Regions from separate parts of the Arachis hypogaea genome. Here region 2 is linked to region 1. A link is a contact called in public Hi-C data. All regions are on one chromosome and are shown on one strand. The core of a region is the stretch at or near the end of the contact, and the rest is flanking DNA. Distances in the headings are between cores, read along the strand shown. Region 1 holds the start of LOC112726938 (lysine-specific demethylase JMJ31). Region 2 has its middle 17 kb from the start of LOC112731452.

Region 1 (2,700 bases), core at 179-2,678:
TTCGGCCAGAAACTATGCACAGAAGATTGTTGTGTGGATCATAGTGAGTACTTGATCTGGCTTGGGCATTGTTCATCCACAAATTTATAGAAGACAGCTCTTTTCCCTCCAAAATCGGAGGCTGCAGAAAACAACTATTATAAATTAGATTTCTATGACCAAAAATTCCTGCTATGATATGTCGAAATATAGACAGCATAGCAAAATAGCTGGATAATGTACTAACAGTCTGAATGTCTTCCCTTAGAGCCTCCAATTGGACCCTCTCCTCGCGATCGCTGTTCATAATTGGAACCTAAGTTACATTTCACCCCAAAACAATAAAAAGAAAAGAACTTAGCACTTTGAACTGATCGGCAAAATTACATATTATCTCATTGCTGTTGAATTTCCAACCTGTGCCAAATAAATTTGTTCAGGAACACCTTCCAAGGATAAATCACCACACTCTGCGTCATGATTTTCCATGTCAAGGCAAGGATCAAGAGCTTCTTCTTTGTCCTTGCATTTCGTCAGCATTCGTTTCTTACATAAACCAATGAAGGTAGAAAACGGTAGAGGAACCTGCCAGCAACGGAATCGAAAAGGGAAAGTGAAATAAAAGTTTGTTTTTCAGTCTCAACCACCAATAATTAAAATCTACTAAAATGAGAATGATCTAGTTTGAGTCAAGCTAACACCCTATAAGAATAGAATCATCATTCACAACTCAAACTGTCAAACATCAAAATTAACAGTACTGAATCACTTGAACCAAACAGAGACTGAAAAATATAATTCAAACTCAAACTTTACATAGCCACATCCATATCCATATAGAATTAAATAAATTTCGCTCCATAAAATTAAAACAAGATTAAGTGGGAAATTACCCGGTCATGGCTTCCAAGATCACCATAAAAGACGGGTGCAGATTGTGACACCATAGCTTCCACCGTAGCAGAACCTACCCGCGCCTAGGTTTCATTTTCAACAAGCATATACCAGAAACTAAACACATTCAGTTATTTTCATATTCAACATAACACAGAATTTTAAAAAACAAAATAAAATAAAATAGAAACTTCAAATAAATGAATGGTTGTGAACCTGCAAGTAGTTGAGACCACCGTTGGATGGGTTCCATTGAGAGAAAGCTCTCCAGCTCTTAGTGCATCCAACGAACACCTATTTTTTCAGTTTTTTTTTTAATTAAAAATGAATTAAAATTCAAATAAATAATAGTAGGGGAGAGAGAGAAGGTTAATGTTTACAGCGGGAAGATTAGTGGATTCAATGAAGGATTGGAAGTGTTTAGAGGTTGGAAGCTCTTCGTATCTTTGGATTCTAATGGATTCATCCATCCCTAATGCGTTGCTGTATTCAACACACAACTTCGATTGTAGCACTGAACTGAACTCTCTGTGTGTGCAGTGTCTGAAGCTGGTGTGCAAAGATTTTGGGCCTAATTGGGCTTTAATAGCCCAACCTAAAACTCCGTCTATTACAAAACTGGCCCAATATGTACCAAAAATAAAAAACAATAGGTGACCTTTATCCACCCAAGCGAAAAAAAAAAGGTGACCTTTATCCCAATATATTTTAGTTTCACATGGGTCACGCCTCACGGTATTCCTTACTCAACAGGCCAGAACTAATCTATTAGAAATCAAAACCCAATTTAAGAATTTTTTACTTGCCAAATAGATTATTGCATACATAAGAGCTAACCACACACCAACCCAATATATTATATAGTAACAAATTAACAATGCTAATTTGAGTGAAAAAAAAGGTATTTTTTAGGACAACTATATTATATTTGTACCAAAAATCAATTACTATAATATATATATATTAAAAATAAATTAAATATCAGATATATTTATACATAAATATATAGCGATTAATTTGATGACTAATTTTTACTGTGCATATAACAATTTTTTTTTAATACATTCGTGCCTCTTATGTTGAACAATATATATGCCTGTATCTCTTATGTAGAACAATATGTCATGCATGTTTTTGAAAATTGATATAGCAAGACTCTAATTTACCTCTAATTTTAGATAGTAGAAGTTACACATAATATAAAACATATAAATTATTTAGTAACAATTAGATTTTTATTATTTAATTTTGATCCACTGTCAGTATAAAATTTACATGTACATCTAATTACATAATGTCATATTAGTAAAAATAACTATTTTTTACATTTATCGTGTGAATAGTCATCTAAAAAAACGGATATAATTGTACGACTATATAAAACACTTTATACTATTAGTGCATCAAAAGTAAACTCTATATTTTTTTATCAATTTTATCGTTTAAGAAAATTATTTTCGCCAACATGGCCTAGACGCTTATGACGTGGATGTATATATCTGATCCATTTCTTTTGTTACAAGTAAGCTTCATTATCCTCAGAATACATCAAATAACTTAATTGTTTGACTGTTCCAAACTTCACCATTTGGAACATACAATTAACAATAATTTGTATTCTTTCACGTGTCTGTTCGTGTTGCTTACGAAGCATATAATAATGTTTATTCTTTAGGTGATCAATGTTAAGCTGATCATAATTAACGGTTTCTTTATGCATTATTGAACCGTCACTTGATAGATATATTTATTATTAGTTTAAGCTATAATAATAATATTACGCACAAACCTTATGACTAAGTCCTTCAATCATATATCAACATTCTA
Region 2 (2,807 bases), core at 114-2,613, 78 kb after region 1:
TGGAAAGATATTGCATTTGGCAACAACTCCTTCAGCGTAAAATGGCAATGCCCCCAAAGAAAAGGAACCTATCTACGTCACATAACTCACAAGGCTGTCTTTAAGAAATTTAATGTAATTTAATCTGCTTTGAAATAATGCCTCTCCTAAGCATTATTAACAAATCCATGGCTGGTAGAATGATCCGCTTAAATAAGTATTAAAAATTTAAATTCTATTTTATATATGTAGTAATTTATTGGTCAATAATAAATTTATAAATAAAATTTAAATTTTTGATAGATCAGTCTTTGGTCTGTAACTAAAAGATATTATAGAAAAAAATTTCCTAAAAAAATCTATATCAAAATGTATAATTATATATCCTACAGGAACTTACAAATAAAGAAAATGAGATAAACCTTAAATAAGAAAAAAATGTCATTGTATTATTATTATTATTATTATTATTATTATTATTATTGGTCTAGCTCATAAAATAGTTCCCAATAAATGATAATCTTTAATATTACTTAATTAATAAGAGTAATATATATGACAGTTATATTTTTGAAAAACTTTATAATAAATTTATAGCTCCATAAGAAAAAAAAAATTCCATATAAGTATTTAATGATTGAAATGGTAGATTTATAAATTCTTGACAGAATGTAATAGAAGACTGAATTAATTAATCAGTAATATTTTAAGAATTTAATATAATATATTAATAGTGTAAAACTTATTGCATATTTATTAATTTATATTTGTTTTTTAAAGACTATTTACATGATAAACATAAAAGATAACTACTTTTACTAAGGTATAAAATTATTTTATATTAATATGAAAATTAAATTCTTAAATTAAAAAGGAAAGTGCAAATCAACAACATGGGACAGGCCACAAATCAAATGTCAAACTTAATATTATAATCTTTGAAGACCAAATCTCATGCAGACCAAAGACGCCAACAAAGTAAGAGAGAAGAGGCTTTCACGTTTGCTCCCTTCAATCACGGGCTTCCACGTGGATCCCTCCAATTCGTGGACCCTATGCTGACATGGACAAAGGGAGTGAAAAGAGAACAAGAAAAACTGTACCAGAAAAAAAAACACACACTAAACTCGCACATATAAATACCATCAGCAAAACACAAAAGCGAAATAGGTTGAAGAAAAAAAAAAAAAAAGAGGCCGTCCCAGCAACAATTTTAATTTTTTTTTCCAAAAAATTCTCCATTTTCCTTTTTTACTTTATTTTTCTTCTTCTTCTTCTTCCTATTTTCTTTTTTCTTTTTTCCAATTTAATTATTTTCTCTCTCAACAAACGAACAAACATCAGTACCTCTCACAAAAGAAGAAAAAAAAAAGAAAAAAAAAAAACACCGTTTCGTTTTTAGCTCTCTTCTTCTCTTCTCCCTCCGCTTTCTAGGGCTGCGAAACATTTTCCGAGAAATTAGAGGAAGCTAGATTGATCGAAGACCTCAACGACGACGACGAGGAAGAAGAAAGAAACCTGAAAAAATTAAAATGATAGTAAAAAATTAGGGAAGAGAAGAACGAACAAAGAAAAAGAAAGAAAAAAAAAACGCCGCGAAGAACTTTCAATTTTTTCACGAATCTGGAGGGATTTCGAATCGCAATCTGGTGGTGGTGGTGGCGGATCTCGGTTGGCGCTGAACCTTCCCTGCCATTTTTATTTTTTGAATCGGCACGGTTGAACGCATTCGGAGCTGTAATAATCGCAGATTTTCTTCCTTTTTTCATGTTGTTGTTGTGGATCTGTTGAAATTAACTGTGTTGTTGATGTGTTTGAAGGATCGAGAGGTAGGAGAACGATGAAATGGGGGACGTTGCTTAAGGACTTCAGAGAGAAGGTTGGCTTCACTCAATCGCCGCCCTCTGTTTCTTCTTCTTCAGCTTCTGCTTCAGCTTCCGCTTCTTTTCCTTCTGCTTCTTCCCCTACATCTCTTCCTTCGTCTTCTCCTAACCACAATGCCTTCTCAGCTTCGCAAATCTCTCCTCTCTCTCCTTCCAGGTTTGTTCCGCATCAACATTCTTCTTTTAGCACTATTTTACTTTTCCTTAATGTAAATCTTTGAATAATTAGTTAAGGAATGCTTTGTTTTAGTCAGGCTAGAGGATTGATACTTCACTTCTTATTTTATTTTATTTTTTGTGTGTTAAATATAGTTTTTGGCTAAATCTCTCTCAGTGTGAAGTTTGATTCAAATGCATTTGATTATGAGCTATTTTGAGTTGAAAATAAGTATGATTCAGATGTGCTAGTAGTTGTTTGGTTGAGTTTAAGCAATGGAAATTGTATTCTGTTGTTTGAGTGGGAGGATTTGAGCTTGGCTATTACATTGGCTTCGAGTTTTGCTTGTGAAGAATGGAAGGGAAAGGAGAGAGAATTGTGGATTTACCTTTCCTAGAAAACTTTATTCAGACAGTTTACTTCTGTAATTGGTATTTTGTGGGAAGTATGAAGGGTTATGGGCTTATTTCCAAAATCCTTTATTAACTTAGCTTTCTATTTTCTGCCATTGACTTGAGTTGTCAATTCTAAGCTGTAAGAAGTTTTGTTAGCTTAATTTAAGGCAAAGGATTATTGCTGGGTAGAGAAAGCAGAGTCCCGTTTGTTCTTAAAGCCATGGCAGTTATCTTTGTGTGCATGTGTGCGTGTGTGTATGTCTCTTGAATAATTTAGATTTTCGCGAGATTGCTAGTGTTTGTTTTACCATTAGTTTTTGATTTGTCAACATGGTTACTAAAATTGTTATCTTGTAGGGAAGTGCATACAGTACAACTAATTTCATTTCCTTG

Evidence for each region. A called contact is a pair of places that touch in the nucleus more often than the background predicts.
Region 2: a Hi-C map of leaf shows a contact between it and region 1, with 4 times the contacts expected there. The contact joins the enhancer-like site here to the promoter of LOC112726938 in region 1. A contact is called at or near these places in 5 of 8 Hi-C or Micro-C datasets (leaf and an unstated tissue).

The regions. Positions count from the first base shown.
Region 1 is chr12:13,990,790-13,993,489 of arahy.Tifrunner.gnm2.J5K5, forward strand. LOC112726938 (lysine-specific demethylase JMJ31) reads right to left here and starts at 1,429. Exons shown (of 15, transcript XM_025776514.3): 1 at 1,254-1,429; 2 at 1,090-1,167; 3 at 873-990; 4 at 397-564; 5 at 227-295; 6 at 1-121. The coding sequence starts at 926.
Region 2 is chr12:14,068,403-14,071,209 of arahy.Tifrunner.gnm2.J5K5, forward strand. It overlaps the pseudogene LOC112726939. Among protein-coding and RNA genes, the nearest start is that of LOC112731452, 17 kb to the left of the region's middle. Within about 2 kb of position 1,364, at least 1 of the 3 cell types and tissues checked has open chromatin away from gene starts, as enhancers often do.